7 separate regions of the Mus musculus genome follow, and regions 2, 3, 4, 5, 6 and 7 are each linked to region 1. The links are chromatin contacts, called in public Hi-C, HiChIP or PLAC-seq and promoter capture Hi-C maps. All regions are on one chromosome and are shown on one strand. The core of a region is the stretch at or near the end of the contact, and the rest is flanking DNA. Distances in the headings are between cores, read along the strand shown.

Region 1 (3,277 bases), core at 292-2,791:
ACCTCACAACACCAGGAGAATCTCGTGTCAGCAACAAGTATATACTCCATTTTAATCAAACGAAGGCAAAGAATAATAGGAAGGTGGAGTGGAGGGTCAGAAACCTAAAAAAGTAAGCCCTCTTAAACCACCTACTATACAGTGAATACTACATAAGGGCTGCTGATAATATTACCCAAAAAATAAATACTTCAGTGCCAAGTTAAAGGATACAAATTGTTAAGATTTGAAAGTTCCACAGAACCTTGAGCTTAGAATGTGGCCCCACATACCAACAGTGCTCCAAAGTGCTTATGAGAAATGAACTTGAAGCTCCAGCCTGGACCCACTGAGTCTGAGCTTGTAATTTAGTAATGAATGTCTACGCTGCCACTATGAATCGACTGGCAAAGGTTTAAAATAAGACCAAACATTCCAAACTCTGCCACTAAGTATAGACACCTACATAAAAGGCTGAAGAGGTGTACAATTGCCATAGAAAAATCAAGGAGCGTATACTACACAAGCTTCTTCAGCTTACTTAAAATACTTGTTAGGTTCGAGTTAAAATAGTTAATCAAGAATGAACGTGTTCAGAAAATTGGACCCTGCCAAATAGGTGATTTCATGATACCATCACCTCCATAATCCAGCCAGAATTTTTCTAAACTAAAACAGGCACATGAAGCGGAGTGTTAACACTTCAAACCTTGAAAAATTCGGGATCGGGCTTCCCCCAGTCTGCGTGTATCATTTGTATACCTCCTGTCACACAACGTGCCTCAAAGGTACATTTACAAAAAACACACACAAAGCAAGGTCCAAACATCAGAAAGCAACCATCATTATTCTTCTTCCCAATGCTGGATACTGCACAGTGAATTTACAATAGGCTGCACACATCCAGGTTCCCTCCATTACCTCAAAGCTGGACAGTTGTTGGCAAGGATAACCAACTTCGCTTTGCCTTGTCTGATCATCTTCAGAGTCTGCTTGTAGCCCAGCACGTACTTCCCACTTTTCATAACAAGTTGGAGCCTAGAGTTGATCGACTCCAGAGACTTTTTCTACAATGCAAACGTTTGAGACTTGAACACCACTTGCAGTCATCTAAAACCAAACTCAGTTCCAGATTTCTGGAACTGAACCCTTTCATGATGTCTGAGACCATACAAAGAGCCTCTCGGATTCACTTTGAGACCCTGAAACGTCAGCGACAAGTCGTCCACCCAGTGTGCTCAAATCTATCCGCCCCGGCCCGACCCAGCTCTCCACGTGAACCGGCTTCCGGGCCCGATCGGCTTCACTCACCGTCTTCTTTGCGGCCACCATCTTCCTGCCTTAGGTGCGGGACAACCCCCAACCTAGCATACACAGAGGACAGAAGAGAGGATTATAATCCAGAGCGTCAAACACCAGCTAGCGGAGCTCCCCGAGCCGCCTAATCGTTTACCCCGCAGAGCTCACTCACCAACACCAGCCGCCAAGATGGCCGGGGAGCGAGAAAGGAAGGAGCTCCCACAATGCAAAGCTCTTCTAGGCCGACAGAGGATTGTGGGACCGGAAGCGGAAGAGAAGCCGGTCCGGGTCACAAGCAGAACAGCGCTTGCGAGAGTAGTCTGCGGTAGTTGGTTGCTATGGGGACCGGGTTACAACGCAGGCTGGGCTGCTGCGGCGTCTGGGCTCCGGCCTTCGGTTCTGGGCGTTTGTTCTGCTGCAGCGGGCTGACACCGCGGAGAGCCGGAGCTCGATGGGAGCTGACGACGAGGCCCAGGGCTCCGTGGCGAGGCGGCAGCGACCTGGCCTCTCCTGGGCTGGTCTCCGCCTGACGTTGTCTTGGGCGTGCTCCGGAAGGACCCCGGGCCGCCGGTTTACCCCGTGACTGCTCACCAGGAGCGGAGGCATCTCTGTCCACCCGCCGCTGATCTTCCTGTTTGCCGCTCCGTAGGACACACACCCCTTTTGCGGCGGTTTTATACCGTGTACTTGGGAGCCTACTTTGCACAGGGACCACAATTGAAAAAAAAAAAAAAAAAACCTGGTGAAGTGGCTGACGGGTAAATGCGCTTGTCGCTAAGTAGACGAATGAGTTCCAAACCCACGTGGTGGGAGGGGAGCGCCAAGTCCAGCAGGTTTTTCTTTGGCCTGCGCTTGAATGCTCACATACGTATACAGAAGTAAAGAAATAGTCGCAATACGAATAATTTAAAAAATCATTTTGCTACGAAACTTGGGCCGTTGTATAAATGTAGCATTCAAGGAAAAAAAAAAAAAACCTTGAAAGCCTCTACTATTTACGCACTAGCACCAACGAAAACCCAGGGCTGTTGAGATTGTTCAGTCAGTAAAGTGTGCTTGCCTTGCAAGCGTGGGGACCTGCATTTTATGCCTAAACCTCTCTGTCAATCCCCAGCCCCCAAAAGTCTGGCATGGTTGTGCACACTTGTAACTCCATTTGTGGAACAGATTCCCCAAGGCTGGCTAGCCAGCCAACCTAGTCTAACCTGTCAGCTCCAGGTCTCAAAGATCTTGTGAAAAATAAGGTGGACAACTACCGAGTAAGTACCCAGAAGTTGACCTGTGACCTCTGCCCAACTGCACAAGCACCTGTGCCACCAAATTTATATAAGCATGAAAAAGGAAACCCAGGGTAGTAGGTAAGCTGTATGGTGAGTTACTTTGCCCTGGAGGTTAGGAAAGGGAAGAACAACCCTGCCTCCCCTTAATTAAAATAACTTTAAAAACATCCATGAGTCATGCGGGTCGAGATGATCTATACCTATAATCCCACCCGGAGCTGGCAATCTCTGTGAGTTGATCTTTTGGAAAAAGAAAAAAAACGGAAACTAAAACATATTACTTAGCCAACACACACACTCTATGAGATAGTAACTGTGTTATTCTCACATTTTTACAGCTAGTGTATTACAGAAGTATGAATAGAACCAGGCCTGCAAATTAGGGTTTTTTGGTTTTTGTTTGTTTTGGTTGAGTCTTTTGAGACAGGATTTCTCTGTCTGTCCTGGAACTCACTCTGTAGACCAGGCTGGCCTCGAACTCAGAAAATCCAGAAATTTTACATTAAAATTTATTCAACTGTTGTGGCCCATTTTAATGTGAATTTGACCAAACGGTAGTGTTCAATTACCATACTCTTTGCTTTAACATTTAGGCATAAAGTACTTAGGATGGTACAAATCCAGCTAATTGTCTTCTATTAATCCAGTTTTGTAAACATAGTAAACTTTAAATGAACTTTAACAAATAGCTCATATGATTTAAATTCAAAGCAATAAGC
Region 2 (3,277 bases), core at 349-2,848, 1.8 Mb after region 1:
TTTAAGCTTACACTGTATAATATATATATATATATATATATATATATATATATATATATATATCTTGCTTTTGTTTTGCATAATTTGGTTTAGTAAGTCCCAAGACTTAATACCAATTCTTTGTCCATGAAATTGTATGTACCAAGTAAAGAACATTTGAAAGTAAGGACATAGCCATTTTCTAAATATTTACATTTTAATTCAATACAGACAGCTCTGTGTTAAAGAAGCTTAAGCAAGCAAATATGGAAATGACTTGAATTACAAACAGAAGCACTAGGATGTGCAAAGAGACCGGTTTATAGCAAAACCGGAAAGGGAAAAAAAGACAAGTATCTCGTCACACTACATACAATGAAAAGGGTCAAGAAATTCTGGTTAAAATATTAAATAATCAAAGACTGCCAGGTACGCGTGCGTATACACAAACATACACAAAGTAGAATGAGGAAGATCAAAATATTTTGAAGGCACCAACCACGGAAAGGCCCGCTTTCATACCTCCCGTTTGCTATCATTTTACACCAGCCTTTATAGCCAACCCTAGGTTTGAAAATTGCAGCTGCATTTAAAGGCCGTCCTATCATTACCAACATTTTGCGACATTCTCAACCCTACACAAAGTAAAGCACCAGTCGTGTATTTCTATCTCCAAGGGCGCCAACAAGCAAAAATTAAACCTTTCTTTTTCCCATATATAGCCTTCACCATTCTCTTCCCTCTTTTATTTGCTGCCCTTGTCTCAGGATTAACGAACCTAAACCACTTCTTCCCATTAGTGGAAATGGAAAAAGAGAAGAGAGCGACAGTAGAGCGGAATCCCAGACCGAAGGAAAAACTGGCAATTCAAAGTGGTGGCCTCACTCGGGGTGAGGGCAGGGAAAACCCCAGACGTGGAGTCCGGAAGACCCCCGTTCATCCCCAGGCTATACGGCTTTCCGCGCCGGTGCCTGCTTGTGTGCGCGATCTCCGCTCCCGAAGGAGGCGGTCATCTCCCCGCCGCCCTCCCGGGCCCCAGGCGGCAGGCTTCGGGGGCGAAGTCCGCGGCGCCCAGTGTGCGGCGAGGCCCGGAAAGCGTCCCGTTAGAGGCGATTTCACCCGTCAGGAATGCGCTCCGCCCCCGCCGCCTCCCCACGGCGGCCGCCCTCGGGTCTCGTCCGCTCCGCCGCCCCGGAACGCTCGGGGCAGCGCCGTGGACAGTCACAACACCGACGGGGCCACAGGCCCGGCCCCCCACGCCCCGGCCCGCACCCCGGAGACGGCCGCAACGGTCTCCCGGCCCCAGACCGAGGCCTGAGCGGCGCCTTGAATCCCCATCCGTAGGGGAGCCGCCCGGCTCCCGCGGCTCCGGCGCCTGCCGTACCTCAGCTCCTCAGGGCGGCGGCGGCGCGGGGCGGCTGGCGAGCAGGCCCATCCCGCGGAGGCAGAAAGCGGAGGCAGAACGGAGGACGACTTTTCAGCACCGCCGCGGAACCTTCTCAGCTAGGGCGAGAGCTGCCGGTGGAACGGTTGCGGGCGGCCGCTTTCCCGAACTCCCCTCTGTGACTCCAGTCGGACCGTCGCAGCCGGGAACCAACACAGCAACTGCCATTCTCCCCCGCCCTCGCCCCCAGGCCCCGCCCCCTCCACTCCCTCCTGCCCCACCCGGCATAGCCCCGCCCAGCGCGCCTTGCGTCTTGGCGTCAAGCCCCGCCCCGCCCCACGTCGACCAGCCGCGGTTATCTCTGGGACGCGGTGGTTCCTTGGCTCCAGCACGTTCGCCTCGCACTGCGCGCTCTCGCCGCCGGCCCTCCCGCGGGCGGCGACTTACTCGGAACGCGCCGGGCAGTGGGGCGGGAGACGCCCTTCTTGTAACCCCGACCCCGTCTCCGTGAGGTGATAGGAAGGGACGGCGGGAGCCGCGTTCCAAGTGGAGCGCTTCCTGAGCGACAGGACCCTGACTTAGCTTTTCAATCCTTTGTTCACCTGCTTGATTGGCAACCCTCGGGAGAGCAGAGCCGAGTCGTCCCCAAAGAAATATCTCAGGTCTTATCAATGTCTGATACAGTAGGAGTTACTTTGGCCCAGCCTGTGTCTTCCATTCCCCTCCAGCTTTTGATCCAGTCGGACACCCTTTGAATTTTTCACCTACATAAGACTTGGTATAGAGTTAGTTAAATAAACAGATCCCTTTCCTGTCCTGATCCCATCCTCTCCGTTTATTTCTCTTGGGGACTTAGATCATTTCCTTAGAATCCTGAGAAATGGATGTGATGGATGCCAAAATGTCCATCCACCATCTGTTACTTAATCTAAATATATCACTCGATCCTTATTTCAGTGTGTCTAAACTAGAAACTCACCAAGGAGCCATATTTTTTCAAACCCCACTTGGCCTCTTTGGTAACACAGTAAATTTTTCCCAGTTAGAAACAGGCTAGGCGATCTAGGGCTAAATGTCTTTGACCATACATCTTAAAGGGAGTAAGTATGGATATGATTTCCATTTATTGGAAGTTGAGAGCCATTATGTGTATACCTTAAAATGCTATCAAAAGGCTGCATTCGATGCCCAATAATCTACAGGACACTTTAAGCCTACGGATAGTGCAAGAGTAGCTTTGCAGTACAAATGGAGTAATGACTGGTAAGGGTTTTGAGTAAAGAATTGTGCAGAATAACAGTGGTCCTGTACTCTCTATAGTCATCATAGTTCTGAGAAATTAAATTTCTGTCTTCCTAGAAATTGGAAGGGTCTGCTGTTACTTACTAGTCCAATATGCATATCCTGAGAGAGATATACCTGAAGGACATCTCCACTTGAATCTATGGAGGCATCTTGTATTAGATAGTTTTATCTTAACATGAGACAAGCTAAAGTCGTTTGAGAGAAGGGATCGTCAATGAAGAAAACACCTCCATGAGACTGGGCTGTAGGAAGCCGTAGGACATTTTAATTAGTGATTGATGGAGAGACAGCCCACTGTGAATAGTTTCATCCCTGGGCTGTTGGTCCTGGGGTCTATAAGAAAGCAGGATGAGCAAGCTATGAGGAGTAAACCAGTAAACAGCACCCCTCCACAGCCTCTGCAACAGCTCCTGCCACCAGGTTCCTGCCATATTTGAGTTCCTGTCCTAACTTCTTTCGGTGATGAACAGTGATATGAAAGTGTAAGCCAAATAAACCTTCCCCAAGTTGCTTCTTGGTCATGGTGTTTTGTGGCAGCATCAGAACCTTAAGACAAACCTATAGCTCAAGTCTGTCTGAGATAGACAGGGGCTTATCTAAAACAACCCT
Region 3 (3,277 bases), core at 414-2,913, 1.8 Mb after region 1:
CTCTGGGAACCCTCAACGGTTCAGGTTAGTTGAGTCTGCTGGTCTTCCAGTGGAGTCCCTGTCCTCTCCAGGTTTAATGGGAAAGAAGACATGAGGTGCCTTCAGGAGCATGCTCAACTATGGATATATTTGAATCTACATGAACAAGGAATAGTTTATTAGTAAAATGTGTAACCTTCACTTCTAGCTCCAAAGACTGCATGCATTTTCAAAGAGCCTTCTTATTTAGTTTTCAGAAATAATCTTTGCATTCTGAGGAGTTCCATAGCTCTTTTTAACAGATAATTGGGATTATAAATCAAACTTTGGAAGGGAAGCCAGGAGTCATGTCTCACACTTGTAATCCCAGCAATTTGGAGATGGAGGCAGTGGGATTAGGAGCTGAAGGTTATCCTAAGCTTCAGAGTTTGAGGCCAGCATGGGCTCCATTAAATTCTGACTCAGAAAAACCAAACCAGACATTTTAAACTAGGGAAACCTTTTTACCTGTGAAGATATTGTTTATAGTATTTAATTTTTTAAGGAACTTAAACCATGTGTGTGTATGTGTGTGCCACATGTTTGTGCATGAGTATGCATGTGTGTGTCACATGTGTGTGCATGTGTAGCACATGTGAATGCCTGAAGATCTGGGGTTATGGGTGGTTGTGAGTTGCCTTCCGTGGGTGCTGGAATCAGGCCCAGGTCCTAACAGCTAAGCCATCTCTCCAGTCCAAGATCTGAAAACAATGTGTTTGTGTATGTGTGTGTCTGTGTATGGATGTCTAGTACCTAAGGAGGCCAGAAGAAGGTATCAGACCCCCTGGAGCTGGGGTAACAGGCGGTTGTGAAGCCTTCCTATGTGGGTGCTAAGAACTCTGGTCCTCTACAAGAACAGCAGTGGGTTTAGCCGCTGACTGACTCTCCAGTCTGAAGATAAACTTTTTTGTATCTCTGGAGAGGCAGTGTTTTCCAGAGGTTGTTTGCGCAATCACTCTTGGGAAGTTTGGGGGTATGCATGAGGCTCTGGGCCCCTCGTTCCTCAGCTTCTCCACATTTTAGTTTGCAGGCTCCATGTGAGATAAAGAAGCTATCATGCCTAAGCAAAACTGGGAGAAACAATGTTTTAAAAAGTGGAGATTTTTGCATAATTGTTTATCAGCCAAAAGAAAACAAACAAATAACAACAAGAAACACCCCAAACCACATCATACTTCTGTTGTCAGAAGAACTCTTGAAGTTGTTGGAAACATGGGCGCTCACAAGTGCACGCACACACACGTACGGACACACACACACACACACGTACGGACACACACGTACGGACACACACACGTACGGACACACACACACACACACACACACGTACGGACACACACACACACACACACGTACGGACACACACACACACACACACACGTACGGACACACACGTACGGACACACACACACACACGTACGGACACACACGTACGGACACACACACACACACACACACACACACACACACACACACACGTACGGACACACACACGCGTACGGACACACACACGTACGGACACACACACACACACACACACACACACACACACACGTACGGACAGCTTCCTATTTAGAGTATCTAGAGAGGCTAAAGTTGCCTAGTCATTCTCCGCCTCTGTGTGTTTTTGCCAACTTCTGACAGACTTGCCCACAGGAAACGCCTGAGGGTCACAGCCGGCTTCCTGGTGAGCTCTTTGATGCCCAACACCTGTCTGTGGTTGTGGTTGGAGACTGTTTTCTTCAATGGCATTTCCATTCGCAGGCTCACACTCATTTTCAAGATGTAGTCAAAGAATGAAAACCCTAACCCTTCATTTCCTATGTTAGGAAGTACTAAGAGTTTTGTGTCCCATTTTGTCAATTTAGATTCCAAGCTTGGGCCATCTTGATTGGCCCTGTGGTATCTTGAGCAATGAAAGCAGCCTGGGATGGAGGTGATGCAGGTGTGGCGGGGAACACCTCCACACTCTCTGGCCTCGCAGATAAAATTTATATGTAGTGATACTGAAAGTGCAAGATGAAAACTCATGACTCATAAACAGTTGTATGCTTAGTCCCAGGTTCTCTTCTGGTTTGTTGCTGATACCCTTTTTATAATCAATAGAAATGAACCATAGATAGTGTTAGAAAGTTGATAAAAAAAACCATGCAAGTTCTTGTGGTTTAGTAGTAAGGCACCTTGTTAAATATATGGATACGATTAAGAATGTGTGTGTATGTGTGTGGGCTGGAGAGATGGCTCAGTGGATAAGAGCACTGACTGCTCTTCCAAAGGTCCTGAGTTCAAATCCCAGCAACCACGTGATGGCTCACAACCACCCACAATGAGATCTGATGCCCTCTTTTGGTGTGTCTAAAGACAGCTACAGTGTACTTACATATAACAATAAATAAATCTTTAAAAAAAAAAAGAATGTGTGTGTGTTATGTGTGTGTCTGTGTCTCTGTGCGTGTGTTGTGTATGTGTGTGTTGCGTGTGTGTCTGTGTCTCTGTGTGTGTTATGTGTGTGTGTCTGTGTGTGTAGGCCAGCGCTCAGCATCTTCCACAGCCACTCCCCATTTTATTGTTTAAGACTAAGACATTCACTGACCTCGGAACTGCCAGCTTAAGGACCCCCTCAGACTGGCCAGTGAGCCCCAGCAAATCTGTCTCCACCTCTTAAGCTCGGCATAGCAGGCAGATATGTGTGCTTGCTTTTATGTGGTGCAGGGAGCCTCAGGTCCATTTCCTTAGCTGTGAGACTTTTATTTCTAAACTCACACCTCATTGTGGCCCGAAGACAGTAGAATGCTTTCTAGTCGGTGGGTTCAAGGACAATATGATAGCTGTTTAACTTTGGGTTTGTCTTTCTGATAGATTGCCAGGACCCCAGGGTGAAATATCAGGTGTGATGCATAGGGGTCCAGCACTGCAGTCTGCATTGCTAAATACAAATTAACGGATCCTTCTCAGGTAAATGACGCGTACTGTCTTGTCCTCTTAGGGCTCTGGAACTTCATCCGTTCTCAGTGAAGCCTCTTCTGCGGCGAGCAATGGCCTATGAGACCTTAGAGCAATACAGGAACGCATATGTGGACTATAAAACAGTGCTGCAGATAGATTGTGGGATCCAGCTGGCGAGCGACAGTGCTAACAGGTAAGCTAGTCTGAGGTCACCCTCTGGGGGCCTCTGTTATAGAAGGATCACGCTACCTACCCCGTGTCCTGGGTGAAAACTCATTTTATGTCAACACCCACTCTTGCCAGCTTGATTTCT
Region 4 (3,277 bases), core at 304-2,803, 1.7 Mb after region 1:
AAATGTAAATGAGCTAAATACCTAATAAAAAATGGAAAAAAAAAAAAAAGAAAAAACAAAAAACAAAAAGCAAGAGCTTGAGAGGCAGCTCAGCATTTAAGAGCACTTGCTGTTCTTGCAGAGGACAGGTTCAGTTTTCAACATCTAGGTATGACAGCTTATAACAGTCTGTAGTTCCAGTTTGGGAGGGGGGGTCCAACTATCTCTTCTGATCTCAACTGGCATCCACACATAACTCAAATCACAGTAAATCTTCAAATCTGCTTGCAGTATGAAGTCCTCTTACAATACCCATGGGCTTAACCTAGTGTCATTGTACAGATGTTTAGTGTGCACACTTGTTTTCCTCTTCCTGCTTGTTGAGGAGAAGGGGTACTTTGAAACATGGCTGCTGGTCAAAATATGCTGTTAGTCTGGATGTAGAGGAAGAAGCTGGAAAGTACTGTTTTTCTGATTTCCTTCTGAAAGAAATTATCACTGTGAGCTCATGCATGCTAAACAAGCATTTTATTACTGCTTAAGTAATAAATTACTGCTTATTAAGCCAGCAATTCTAAAAAAACAAATTTAATTGTCATCTAGGAAGACTGGAATTTCTCAAGATGGTCTGTGAATATCAAAGGTTTGAACTAGAAATGAAAGACAAAGCTCAAAGTTCTTCTTGATGGATGGAGAATGGAGAGTAGTTTACTAAGTTACCAGAGTGCCCACTGGGAGAGAAGCCATCTCTTTAATAGTTAACAACTGTTTTTACTTGAATCCCTTCAGGTTATCCATCCTATTATTAAAATAAACGACTGGTGTGAAATAATTGAATGTAAACGTCCTGAACCCAACAGATGTGTTTTACTGAGTTCCAATTTTGATGTGTGAGAACACACACCTGTACTCTACTGAACTGGTCAAACACAGGAAGGAGAGTACTAAGAGAAAAGCTAAAGCCACCAACTAGTCGAAGTAATTGATGGAGCTGCCGTAAGAAAGCCTTGGCTTCAAAAAGGGAGGGAGATGGCAGGCGTTGTGATTTGCGCGATTAATCTCAGCATTGAGGCGGCGAAGACAGAGGATTGTACGGGTTTAAGAGCAGTCTCAGCCTGGGCTTCCCCTTTCCCTCTCTTTCCACTCCCCAACATAAAAAAGAGAGGTGACAGGAAACTAGGAGAGAACTGGAAATTGAAAACAAACAAACAAGCAAACAAAAAACCCACACGGGCATTGAACAATTTGAAAACCGCCATGTGCGAAGTGTCAAATCGTGAAGTATTGGTAGGGTAGCCTGCTGGTGTTCGCCTAAGCATCGGGTCGGTTAAGACTCCAGCATTGCCTGTCTTGGGTTCCTCCTGTATCTGCCATTACACAAGCACAAACCTTCGAATGCCGAGCTGTGGAGATGTTTTGCTACCCCAGAGAGAAGGGCAAATAAAAACAAAACAAAACCCCACAGGAAGCAGGTAGGAGAAAAACGCTGTAACCTGCCTCAGAAACAGAAGCGCCAGTCCCCCCGCACTGCGAGGGAGAGGGGGCGGGGCTTCGTTTCGTCATAAATCGGCGCCGGAAGTTGGCGAGGCAGCGCCGGAAAAAGCTTTTGCGTGCTCAGAGAAGGGACGCTTCTTCCAGCTGTGGAGGTAGGGAGTCTCCGGCTGATGATTTTGGAAGTAAATTTGTGGCAAAACCAGGAGAGACACTTGGCTTTAAAATCTTTGTGGGCAGCCGGGAGAGGTAGCACACTCCTGCCATTTGAGCGCTTGGAAGCAGAGGTAGGAGAATTCCGCCTTCAACCAGCGCCTTGACTTTGAGCCTGGCTTAGGTTACAAAGTGAAGACTCTCAAAGTCTTTTCAAAGAACCAAGCGCGTAAATAAAGATCCCCGGTGGAGTTAGTCTCGAGACAAGCTTTGATGGAGCTATTGCTCCTAGGTCAGATCTGAATTCCTTTGAGGAGTGAGATTGGGCAAACAAACCTCTCCTTAGCCTATTAGTGTATTACTCTTGTGTAAAGAGTAATACACTCTAGGATCGTGAAGACTGTAATAAACATTCCCCCTGGTGTTTATTATTATTGAAATTGTGGGTTTTGTTTTGTTTTGTTTTGTTTTGTTTTGTTTTGTTTCGAGACAGGGTTTCTTTGTGTAGCCCTGGCTGTCCTGGAACTCGATTTGTAGACCAGGCTGGCCTGGAACTCAGAAATCCGTCTGCCTCTGCCTCCCAAGTGCTGGGATTAAAGGCGTGTGCCACCACCGCCCGGCGAAAATGTGTTTTATTCTTAAGACCCAGCCCACACCACAGTTTGGGGGAACTATAGGTATAGATAAAGAATTGCGACTTTTCCTTTTTTTTTTTTTTTTTTTTTTTTTGTTTCCCCATCTGTAATACTGGGTATTTATCCTTGGGCCTCTGCATGCTAGGCAAACATTCTATTGCGTTTTTCTCTAAGGCCGGAAAATAAGAACCTTGTATTGCGTCTGAGAAAAAAAAAAAAGAGGCATGTTTTGTGCGAAGACCCTGATACTCAGTCTTTGTCTCTGATTTCAGGCACTAACAATGGACGCTCAGAAAGATGTTCAACCACCAAAGCAGCAGCCAATGATATATATTTGTGGAGGTAAAATTGACATTCATTTAAATAATGCTTTACTTAAAAAAACAACCACCACCCAAAAATCCTCTCTTACATGAGTAAAATTATAACGTGGAGCACTTTAGCGATTGTTAATGTAAAATCCCCCTCCCTTATTAAGATCTCTTCCTTTTATCTGGAAAAGGTGTACTGCCTACAGCCCTTCTTTCTCCTTGGTCTGTTTTGGCAATAATCGGGCACTTGGATGCTTTGGTGCCTTTTGGTTTGCTCCAGTTGAAATCTGTAGTTATCATTTGCTTCCCCCATAGTGTTTCTCTTTCAAGCATTGAATAAATGTGCTTTCTTTCCCAGAGTGTCACACCGAAAATGAGATAAAGTCCAGGGATCCCATCAGATGCAGAGAATGTGGATACAGAATAATGTACAAGAAAAGGACTAAAAGATGTATCCTTTCAAGCACATGTTCTAAATGTGCAGAGGAAGTGACTAATACTTGGACTGATAAAGACTAAGACCCGATAAAAGTAGTAATAACTTTTGGATTATCTATTTTTTAAGTAGAGTGCATGTGGACTTATTAAGAATGAGAGCTGAGAGAGTGGAGACTCCACAGGAGGTACACCCAGATTAATTATTTTAATAGGATTTATTTTTCCCAAAACTTGGGCGGCGGGGCCCGGTGAATTCAAGGCCAGCTTGGT
Region 5 (3,277 bases), core at 293-2,792, 1.7 Mb after region 1:
TCCTCCTCCTGCTCCCACCTCCTACTACTCCTACTATCTGCTGACTTAGCCTTCTCTCTTATGTTAGCCCCAGCTAGACTGTTAACGTTTTTGAGACTTAGACCCAGTATTTAGGACAATACTTTGAATACACAGTCACTCATGTTTGTTGAATGAAAAGCCAAAAGTAAATAGGATAATCAGTCAACAAGAGAAGTGGGTGCTAGAGTATTCACATTAGTAAATACTGGACGCGCTTTGAGCTCCAGCCTCAACGGTGGTAGGAAAAAGGGTTGCCTCTGTGTCTGTCTGTGCCCTGGGGCAAGCTCCTCGTGTAAGCAATATGCTTTCTAGAAGAGTCTCTAAAGACAGCACTCTCCCAAATGATAAATAGATTTGGCAAATATTTAGTATGCTCAATTTCTCCAAAATTCTGACCTGAGAACAATGTCTAGAAAACAATTTAAACACTTACAAATAGATGACTGGTTTCTGTTGCTGTTTTTGTGTTTGTCTGTTTTGGTTGTTTGGTTGATTAGTTTTGGGTTTTTTGGCTTTGTTATTTTATTATTTATTGATTGACTGGGTGGTGTTGTTGTTGTTGAGACAGGGTTTTTCTGTATAGCCCTGGCGGTCCTGGAACTTGCTCTGTAGACCAGGCTGGCCTCAAACTCAGAGAAATCCTCCTGCCTCTGCTGGAGTTTAAAGACCTGAGTGCTACCATGGGGGTGGAGGTGAGGGAGGGCTGGTATTTTTTAAGACAGGATCTCACATAGCCTTGAATTTGCTATGTCACAAAGGATGACCCCGACTCCCAGCCCTTCTTTCCCATCTCTAATGCTGGGGTGAGCAACTTTACCTACTAATGTTTACTGCAACCAGGAGCTGCCCTGCACATCACAACAAAGCCATGGAGACAGCCGGCCTGCCCCCATAGGGACAGCAAGGGTACGGAGAAACTACATGAGGTCTTTTACAGAAGAAAGCTTTAGCCCGAAGAGAATGTAAAAAAAAAGACCCGTTCTCGCCACTGTGTACTCACAAACTCTTCTTCTGTAACTTCTGGCGGCTCTGGAAGGAGACAAAACGTTACCTTTTCGTACTCAGATCTTCCTTTTAGACTAACTGAAATCATCTGCGACAGCCCCTGGCGCTACTGTATATACATATATCCCGGGTGAGCTCAGTAAAATGTTCATTATCCGCACATGGATTACATTTTAAGGTAGGATTCCAGGTGAAGGTGGGGAGGAAAGACCTTTGGACTTTGGCTTGGGACCCACTGTCACCCCAGAGCTAACCTAAGGCCCCCATTTGCAAAAGGAGAGCTTAGCGTGGTTAGCGCACAAGGTAATAGCGACTGCCCTGGGGGTTCGTATAAAAGGCAGGGAGCTGGGGCTGGGGACCCGGGCTTGGGCTGGAGGCTTGGGGCTGGGGTCGAGCGCGGTCCGGGTGCCCGAGCACTGCGGCAGGGCGCCGGGGCCCACCTACCCGCCGAGAGCCGCTTCTCCGGCATCCTGTCGGGGGAACCCAGCTGCCCGGCCCCGCTGTCTGGGGAGCGACTGCCGCCCCACGGCACGCGGCCTGGGGCTGCCCGCTGTTGCCATAGAGCTGGACAAAGCAGAGGCGCCTGGGCCAGGGGTGGCGGCTGGGGAGCGGCCGTTACTGTGGAGATCGCACGGCTCCTGGTGGGGAAGGGCTGTTGCGGGGGCGGGGGGAGCAGATCCTCCCACAGCGAAGGACCGCAGAGCCAGGCCTCAGTTTCCTTAGGTCAGACGCCTGTAGCAAAAGGTTTTTCATAAACGCTGACCACTAGGAATTACCCGAACTGGGGACCACAGATTACAGTTACCCTAAAATGTGTGTTCAGGAAAGGAGTTAGGAAAACAGAGCCCTGTGTACTGTGGCACACACCTGCAATCCTAACAGTTAACAAAAGAAGGCAGGAGAATAGAGTTACAGCTTGTTCTCAGTTACTAAGAGTTTAAAGCCAGCCTGAGCTACAGTAAAGCAAAACCACAAACAAACAAACAAAAAAGAATTTATTTAAATAGAAAAGATAAAAATTTAAACACAATTATTCTAAATACTAAAAATATTTATGTCCCAAAAATAATTTATGTCCCCCCCCCCAAATTTGTGTTTTAGTTGAGATAGGTTCTCATGTAGCCCAGGCTGGCCCTGAACTTCTGATCCTCCTGCCTCCACGTTGCTTGTACAGGTTTTGCAGGTCTTTGCCCCAACCCTGGCCAGAAAATGAAGCTCAAAGTCCCTGTCTGGGAATGGGTATGACTTGGGTGTGGAGTGATAGGGTGGGGTATAGCTCCTGTTAGACATTTGCATTGGAAATACTGCTTCCTAATTGTTTTATAAAACTTATCCCATTCTGTAGTTCTGAATTTCCTCAGTGGTACCAAATAAACCCCAAAGCTAACTGCTTGCCCCTTCCCAGCAGTACTTCCAATGCAAATGTCTAACAGGAGCTATACCCCACCCTATCACTCCACACCCAAATCATACCCATTCCCAGACAGGATCTTTGAGCTTCATCTTCTGACCGGGGTTGGGGCAAAGACCTGCAAAATCTGTACTAGGAAGGTGGAGGCAGGGGGATCAGAAGTTTAAGGCCAGCCTGGGCTACTTGAGAACCTATCTCAACTAAAACACAGATTTTGGGGGGGGACATAAATTATTTTTGGAACATAAATCTTATGACCGTTAAATGATACATCTTCCGAGTAACTCAAAGTTTCCCCCTAGAACTTTCCCTCCAAACCCCACATTCAGGTAAATACTGGATTCAGCCAGTTCTACCTTAACATATTTCTGCATTTGGGCTCTGCTCTCATTTTCCCAAGAGCACCCACACACAGCCTTAGCGCTAGCTCCCATCTGGTCTGCTGTAAAAGCTTCCTAACTTGTCAGTCTTCCAGGCTTAGCTCCCAGCTAGGAGTTCTCTTTAAATCCATTATCCATGCTGAAAGCAAAACCAGCTATCTAAATGCAAATCTGACCTACTTAAAACCCGCCAGTGGCTCCACATTTGACTCCTCAGTGTGGGGCAGGTATTTGTGTGCCCTTAAGACAATGGGTGCCTATATTTCAAGGAAGCAGACACCTGCTCCCTGGTTGTGTTTATTGCTATTGCAGTATGACACAGGAAAAAGACCTAAGTGAAGTGTTTGTTGCCCTTGCCAGACAAAATCCGAAAGCCAAATGAAGCCAAGGGAGAGCAGTGGGAGGGAACAGAAGTGAAGGGAGATGGTCCTCGTGGGCTGCAGCTTCAGCTGCTCACTTT
Region 6 (3,277 bases), core at 211-2,710, 1.5 Mb before region 1:
AGCAGTAAAACCCTAACTAAGACAGGATATGACTACAGTTTAGTTCTAAAATGACTAGGGCCTCATGTCTGTATCTCTCTCTGTCTCTCTGTCTCTCTCTCTGTCTCTCTCTGTCTCTCTGTCTGTCTCTGTCTCTGCCTGTCTCTGTCTCTCTGTCTCTGTGTATGTGTGTTTGTGCATGTGTGCGTGTGTGTGTGTGTGTGTGTATGGGTATGTGTTTGTGTGAGAAAATCACAGAGCTTTTTATGGTGTGGCTTGAGGTCTGGAGTAGTATTTACCTACAAAATAGTTATTATGTATTTTTAATTCATCCTACATGATAACAAAATAGTGGCTAATACTGAAATGTCCCTGTCCCTTTATAAATGGACATTACAGAAGAAAATGGGTCCATAATTCATTCAGTTTCTAAATCCAAGAGAACATCGGTGAGCATTAGAAGAGTATGTGCCTGCCTGGTTCTGTAGCACCATACAGCACCGAACTACATGACGCATGCTTTTGCTTTATGTAGGAAATACATACTCATTTTCTTAAAGCCAGAAACTACTTAACCATTCATTCTCTGAAATTCATCTGCTAATATCTAGACTCTCTAATTTTTCATCCTTATCTGTTGCAATTTTACATTTTCCAAAAGTAAAAATATGGAAATCGAACTTAGCTGATGCCTGGGGCAGTGTGTGTGTGTTTGTGTGTGTGTGAGTCAGGAGGCAGGGTACAAACTGTGAGCAGCAGAAATGGTTTGTAAGCCTTTAATGAGTTGTGCTTTGGAGTTGTTGTGTTTTGGGTTTTGTTTTTCTACCTTTTTGAGGGTTGTGGGTTGTGGGTTATAGTTGGGATGGGGGTGGAGGTGGGTCATGGGGGAAAGTTCCAAGGAGAATCTTAACACTAACTTGTTACAATTATTTTTGTCGTTTTTGAATTGCAATCTTCATTATCTGGAGACCTATGGGCACTGTGAATACTTGAAGGGGATGTATAAACTTTCTCATTTTTCTCGACTCTCATCTTTCTATTGACCCAATTTTCACAAGTAAGAAAAGGCTCAATATGCCCATTAAACCTTCATCGAATTTTCTTTAGAAAATTACAGCGAAGAAAAGGAGAAGGAAAGGGAAAGGGAGACAGAAGGGTGGTGGGGAGAGGAGAGGGTGTTGAGAAGGGGAAAGAAGGAGAGAGAAAATGAAAGAGCACTAAGGTTTGCAGAGGCAGGTTCTCAGGACAGCCACAGAGTGGAGCTGCTGGCTCCCACTGGCTCTGGGAGCTGCCAATCCCAGTGTAATCCCGTAAGAATTTCTCCCTGGTTTTATCATGGAGTCCTGGCAACCTCCTTTCCCCCAGTAGCTGGGAGGAACCTTGAGGGCCAGGCTAAGAAGGGAGGGAAGGTAGGGGCGGTTGAAGCGGAGGCTGAGCAGGACCAAGACCAGGACCAGGGAGAGGACACGGAGGGGTGTGGGGTGAGATCGAGGGGGAGGACCCAGGAGGAGGCGGCGCGTAGAAGGAGGGGCGCTGCAGCCAAGCCACCAGTCTAGCTGTAGAGTGCTGTACTCCAGATACTCCTGGAGCTCCAGCCCCTCAGACCGCGCGTCCCCGCCGCCGTTCGCCTTTCGGCATCCTAAACTTGAGCGGCAGCTCGGTTTCAACCCATCGACTGCTTGCTTCAAATCAGACAGCATTGCGACCCAGACACCGGAGTCCGCCGAGTGAAAGCACAACGCTGCCCTGTAGGACCAGACCAAGAAAACAGCCTCGCGAAGCAGCAACTCTGGGTTGGGAGTACAGAAGCCAACAAGTGAGAAGGCGCCGCGTTTCCGGGGCGCAGGGAGAACGCTAGAGCAGGCGCCAGAGAAGACAGCTAGAGCTCGGAATCGGAGCCCAAACCTCTCTCCTGGAGGCGGCTCAGCTTCTTTTTTTTCTAGGCCCTCTTAGGCTTGCTCTGGGCTTCCTTTTATCCGGGTAGGAGCCACATCCCTGGGGAATATGCAGCGCGCGTGGATCCTGCTCACCTTGGGCTTGATGGCCTGTGTGTCCGCAGAGACGGTGAGTGGGCCCAGCCGGGGAAGTGCACTGTTAAGAGTGCCCGGGCAAATAGAAGAGCCAGAGGGTAATTGGGGGATGCTACCTGGGGGATCTGCCAACCCTGAACGTGGGGCTGCCTAGGTTCTACTGAAACAAATGAGCTTGCTTTTCAACCACTTGCCCCTGGGCTCTTCCTTTTCCCTCTTGCACAATTGAGCTGCTACAGGGAGTTACCCAAGCCATGTCTTCAGGGGGTGGGAGCACAAGACTTGGAGGTTAGGGACCCCACAGGTCCTTAAAGTCATTTCCAGCTTTCTGCCTTGGGGGATTTTATGGTGTAGTCTAGGAAGGACAGAGGGCTAAAAGTTGCAGGTTACTAGAGCACCACTGCGGGCCAGGAAAGGATCCAGTAAGCTCTGTGTACTGGACAAACCCCAGGGGTGAGTTGGAAACTTTGGGGAGGATCTGTTCCTCTGCACACATCCCCCTACTCCAGGCTTTGAGCTTGACTGAAGGCAAGTTTAGGGAGATAGGGTCCATATTAAGGAAACCGAGAGTATCAGGAGTGAAAGTTTCTAAAAGTGCATTTGTTTAATGCTCCCTGTGGCTGTGGCAAGGGGCCCACACTAAGTGGAGATGCAGTCGGTGGTCTATTTGGAGGCTCCTGGCTTCATGGAGCTTTTGGGAACAGGCCTGGGCTCTCTGGTTTCTGGGATCTTCCAGGAACGGTCCTTGTGGAGCAAAGCTGTTGGAGAGAGATGGAATTTTTCAAAATGGAAAGATGAGGGTGCTTGTGACATTGCTTTGGCCCTCAGATCCTCTGGCTGCTGGAGGGAATGTAGATTTCTGTCCTGCCAACCTCATACTCCTTTGGATCCATATTCCCATGAACTGTCTTCTTCCACTACTAGCATCCTTTCACCTCTGTGGCCCTGGAAATTTGATTTCTGGTCAGGATTGTGTTTCTGGGGTTGGAGTTTGTTTCTCTGCGTTGCCCAGTGTATGCACTCTTAGGCTCATGACTAGTGTGCCAGCCCCTATCTGGGTCACTACAGGTCTGTTTTGGCAGGTGGAAGTCCAAGCAGCTTCTATTGACATGCAGTCCCAGGGCTGCAGGCTCAATTAAGGAGTGCTCCTCTTTTCTTTACTCTTGTTTCCTATGCCATTCCTTTGGCATCCAGTAAGTTGCCCAATTTGAATTAATAAAAAAGCCTTTAGCTGGGTTGGATAATCTCCCCTTTTTGACCCTTGGACG
Region 7 (3,277 bases), core at 263-2,762, 1.5 Mb before region 1:
TAATGTGGTTCATCTCTTGAGTTGTTAGCTTTAATTCCCTGAATGTTTTTGAACAGAAGTCTCCCAAAGTCTTAAAGTAGAACCATTTGGAGGAGACCCATTCTAGTTTTTAGTCAGAGTGTGTTCAGACTCTGTCTTGTTCTGATTTGTTGCAATGATTTTCATTGTTTGATTTTAATGTTTTCCACATGAAAACACAAAACCAGGCAATACCCAACAAAATCCACCTAAATGCCCTCTCTGAGGAGACCGAACAGAAGCAACAATGTGTCTGTCTTCTTTGAGAGCTGCCAGGCTCTGTGGGGCCAAGCACAGTGGCAGAACTCTGTTGGGAACCAGGCTGCAGAAGCGGAAGAGGAAGCGGAAGCGGAAGCGGAAGCGGAAGCAGAAGCAGAAACAGAAGCAGCTTGGTGCTTATGATTTCTGTGTGATAAGAGCAACTTTTCCCATTCTCCAGATAACTGTCTAGTAGATTTGCAAATCTATTTTTCCCTCCTCACTGTCTTTAATGAAGTCTTCAAATTCTAAAATATAATTTATGACTGGAATTTATTTAATATGGATTCTTAAGTCTCAAGGCGCTTCTCAAAAGATTTCAAAATTCTATGTATTCATTAGTGTGAACGTCTAACAAAGAATGTGCAATTGAAAAGGGCTGAAGCTTCAGATGAAGAGGTGGCTCAGCCATTAAGAGTGTGCATGTCTTCTCTGAGCTTGGCTCTCCACACTCACAACAGCTCTCACAGCTACCTGTAATTCCCACTCTAGAACCTATGCACGGGTAGCACACATTCACACAGGTGCATGCATATAAAGAAAACGTAATAAAAATAAATACTTAAAATGTAATTTGTATAGAGATCTGGGAACTCTTCAAATATTTACAACTAAATAAGAATCTAATTCCATTGAATCATTAAAGATAACACTTTTGCTTCAGGAGTCTCGGTCACCAAATTGTCTAAATTTATGCTTAACATGGAAAAATATTTTAAAATCATAATGGAGTTTGAATTGTTTGTATGCTAGAAGCAGTAATATAATATTAACTATACGAACAAACACGTAGTCTCTCATGAGTTATGCTGGCCCCTAATTTGACAAATTTAGTACATAGTTGTTACCTAGAACTGACTGGTTCTCAAGCAAACTTTTATTTTCTCGAGAGACTTCCTGGCACACGGTGAGTTGTGCTAATTATAGTTGATCTAAGAATCCAGCCAAGAAAACTTTGTAATGATGACCTTATTTTTAAAATGCATCCTGCAAATCCTTCTCCCAAACCTACAAGAAGAAAACATTTTCGCTAAAGCTAAGTTGTTAGTTATATTTCCAAGAGAACAAAACCAAATCATTTTTATTCTTGCGTACCATGGGATTGGATTGGAGAGGCATTACAGTGTCAGGGGGACATTCCATTGGGGTTAGGAAGTAGTGTCTGAGCTATATATTTAGTGGTGACTTTGGATGCTTCACTCACCTTTAATGTTGTGTAGAATACTGCCTGTCCATGTGAACACAGGCACAGTAAGAGGTCTGTTAACAGACGTTCACATCCACGGCTCTCTAGGTACCTTTCCCACCCCCACATCATTTATATATGATATTTAGTGTATGGACCCCAACCAGACTTCTGTTTGAAGTCCTTGAATCTGGAGAGGCAGCTTGATAAAGCAAAACAGAAATCTGTTGGCATTTTGAGAGTGGAGTTCACAGAGGATGTTGTTTGCAGTGTCCTGAAAACATACAGGCCAGCAGCTGGAGCAGGCCTGGTGACAGGCAATCTCACTTCCAGAGAACAAGGAGGGCTGAGCAGTCCTCTAAGGATTAGCTCCAGCTCAGCAGCTGCTGTCTGAGTCTGATTATGCACATCCGGCTCTAAGAGACCTGCATTAACCCTCAGCCCCTGGGAACTTCAGGGCTGTTTTTTTTTTTGTTTTTTTTTTTTTGTTTTTTTTTTTTTTTTTAAAACAAAAGACTCTTCCAGGGACAACCAAGGACTAAAGCCCAGAAAATGTAGAGGATAAAAGAAGGTGGCTCTTTGGGAGACTGAATTTGAAGTAGCCTTGAGCCAAAGCTGAAGAAGACCTGGCAAATAGTATTTGTCTTTGCAGACCTGGTGGCGGACATTGGGGGAAAGGACTGGACCAGGAGGGCTTGAGCAGCTGAGGAGGACAGAGGCTCAGAGAAGTTAAGTTACCAGCTTAGTCATTTTTCCACTGCTATGAAGAGAGACAGTATAGTATGACCATGGCAACTTAGAGAAGAACGCATTTAATGGGCACTTAAAGTTTCAGAGGATGAGTCTGTGACCATCATAGTGGGGAGCATAGGAACAGGCAGGAACACATGGCACAGGATAGTAGCTGAGAACTTAACATTTTTTTTCCCACATGCTTGAGGCAAAGAGAGTGTGCAAATTGGGAATAACACAAGCTATTGAAATCTCAAAGCCCAGCCCCCATGGCACTCCTCCTTCAACAAGGACACATTCCCAGTCCTTCCCAAATAGTTTCACTCACTGGGGACCAAGCATTCAAATATATGAGCCTATGGAGTCCATTTTAATTCAACTACCACAGAGAAAAATCATGTTTTCCCATTCCCCAGTTAGAGCTGAAGTACCACATGTCTGAAGTTGTTATCTTTACCTTGAGATAATCATTCATGCTTTTGAAAACTGACCTTAGAGAAGAAACACTGGAGAAAGCATTATGGAAGCTGGAGACATGGTTAAGAATACATACTGCTCTTGCAGAAGACCTGAGTTCAGTTCCCAGCAGCTACATTTCTGGACTCACAATCTCCTGTAACTCTAGCACCCAGAGATTTAATGTCTCCTGCCTCCAAGGGCATCTGCACACATGTGCGCATTCCCATATATAGTTAAAATAACAAAAACATATTTTTGGAACATAAGAAAAGCACAGGGCCTGGAAACATGGCTCAATAGTAACATCAGCTATTCTTCCAAAGGATTCAGGTTCCCAGCATCCACATAGCTACTCACAACTGGCCACTCAATCTCTAGTTTCAGAAGATCCAGTGCCCTCTGCTGTCCTCCGTGGACACTAGGCATGCCTGTAGTACGTAGATATATATGCAGACAAAATACACACATATATAAAACACTTTTTTAAAAAGTGCATCGGGGAATTATATGGCAATCACTGTGTCCAGCTTGTTGGGATATATTTCTTTCAAGCAGCATTTTGCCAGTGTGTAAATGACTAGTGGATAGACCACTGCAGTCAATTCTGTGTATGATATTTAAAGG

Evidence for each region. Promoter capture Hi-C pulls out the DNA fragments that hold promoters and counts their contacts. A called contact is a pair of places that touch in the nucleus more often than the background predicts. HiChIP or PLAC-seq counts read pairs in DNA pulled down with a chosen protein or histone mark.
Region 2: a Hi-C map of pre-B cells shows a contact between it and region 1, with 4 times the contacts expected there. The contact joins the promoter of Rnf19a here to the promoter of Rpl30 in region 1. A contact is called at or near these places in 7 of 39 promoter capture datasets (3T3-L1-derived adipocytes, the C10 cell line, hippocampal neurons and 3 more), 1 of 484 Hi-C or Micro-C datasets (pre-B cells), 3 of 115 datasets of contacts at active chromatin or transcription factors (the 230-238 cell line, embryonic stem cells and large pre-B cells) and 2 of 9 other capture datasets (adipose tissue and liver).
Region 3: a contact with region 1 is called in a promoter capture Hi-C map of the HPC-7 cell line. The contact joins the enhancer-like site here to the promoter of Rpl30 in region 1. A contact is called at or near these places in 6 of 39 promoter capture datasets (the 3T3-L1 cell line, the HPC-7 cell line, liver and 2 more) and 1 of 115 datasets of contacts at active chromatin or transcription factors (large pre-B cells).
Region 4: a promoter capture Hi-C map of pre-B cells shows a contact between it and region 1, with 11 times the contacts expected there. The contact joins the promoter of Polr2k here to the promoter of Rpl30 in region 1. A contact is called at or near these places in 9 of 39 promoter capture datasets (the C10 cell line, cranial neural crest, liver and 5 more), 3 of 484 Hi-C or Micro-C datasets (CD4 T cells, embryonic stem cells and pre-B cells), 2 of 115 datasets of contacts at active chromatin or transcription factors (astrocytes and embryonic forebrain) and 2 of 9 other capture datasets (adipose tissue and liver).
Region 5: a contact with region 1 is called in a promoter capture Hi-C map of embryonic stem cells, with 4 times the contacts expected there. The contact joins the promoter of Rgs22 here to the promoter of Rpl30 in region 1. A contact is called at or near these places in 10 of 39 promoter capture datasets (the 3T3-L1 cell line, 3T3-L1-derived adipocytes, the HPC-7 cell line and 6 more), 2 of 484 Hi-C or Micro-C datasets (cortical neurons and palatal mesenchyme) and 6 of 115 datasets of contacts at active chromatin or transcription factors (astrocytes, embryonic forebrain, embryonic limb bud and 3 more).
Region 6: a contact with region 1 is called in an H3K4me3 HiChIP or PLAC-seq map of embryonic forebrain, with 9 times the contacts expected there. The contact joins the promoter of Sdc2 here to the promoter of Rpl30 in region 1. A contact is called at or near these places in 8 of 39 promoter capture datasets (the 3T3-L1 cell line, cranial neural crest, frontonasal cranial neural crest and 4 more) and 2 of 115 datasets of contacts at active chromatin or transcription factors (astrocytes and embryonic forebrain).
Region 7: a promoter capture Hi-C map of the 3T3-L1 cell line shows a contact between it and region 1, with 5 times the contacts expected there. The contact joins the enhancer-like site here to the promoter of Rpl30 in region 1. A contact is called at or near these places in 9 of 39 promoter capture datasets (the 3T3-L1 cell line, 3T3-L1-derived adipocytes, cranial neural crest and 4 more) and 2 of 115 datasets of contacts at active chromatin or transcription factors (astrocytes and epiblast stem cells).

What each region holds. Positions count from the first base shown.
Region 1 is chr15:34,441,735-34,445,011 of GRCm38.p6, forward strand. Rpl30 (ribosomal protein L30) reads right to left here and starts at 1,542. Exons shown (of 5, transcript NM_001163485.1): 1 at 1,451-1,542; 2 at 1,291-1,343; 3 at 901-1,046. The coding sequence starts at 1,311.
Region 2 is chr15:36,281,549-36,284,825 of GRCm38.p6, forward strand. It overlaps Rnf19a (ring finger protein 19A), which reads right to left and starts at 1,599. Exons shown (of 10, transcript NM_013923.2): 1 at 1,364-1,599.
Region 3 is chr15:36,213,163-36,216,439 of GRCm38.p6, forward strand. Spag1 (sperm associated antigen 1) reads left to right here. Exons shown (of 20, transcript NM_001359982.1): 14 at 3,005-3,157. Among named protein-coding and RNA genes, the nearest start is that of Gm41293, 3.7 kb to the left of the region's middle. Within about 2 kb of position 1,664, at least 84 of the 459 cell types and tissues checked have an H3K27ac peak or open chromatin away from gene starts, as enhancers often do. A contact at or near this core is called in the HPC-7 cell line, neutrophils and pre-B cells, where this site is marked.
Region 4 is chr15:36,172,457-36,175,733 of GRCm38.p6, forward strand. Polr2k (polymerase (RNA) II (DNA directed) polypeptide K) reads left to right here and starts at 1,554. Exons shown (of 4, transcript NM_023127.3): 1 at 1,554-1,625; 2 at 2,531-2,600; 3 at 2,928-3,020. The coding sequence starts at 2,540.
Region 5 is chr15:36,138,858-36,142,134 of GRCm38.p6, forward strand. It overlaps Rgs22 (regulator of G-protein signalling 22), which reads right to left and starts at 1,543. Exons shown (of 28, transcript NM_001195748.1): 1 at 1,471-1,543; 2 at 1,022-1,050. The coding sequence starts at 1,495.
Region 6 is chr15:32,919,263-32,922,539 of GRCm38.p6, forward strand. It overlaps Sdc2 (syndecan 2), which reads left to right and starts at 1,461. Exons shown (of 5, transcript NM_008304.2): 1 at 1,461-2,043. The coding sequence starts at 1,984.
Region 7 is chr15:32,942,394-32,945,670 of GRCm38.p6, forward strand. All of the region lies in intron 1 of Sdc2 (syndecan 2), which reads left to right. Among named protein-coding and RNA genes, the nearest start is that of Sdc2, 23 kb to the left of the region's middle. Within about 2 kb of position 1,513, at least 42 of the 459 cell types and tissues checked have an H3K27ac peak or open chromatin away from gene starts, as enhancers often do.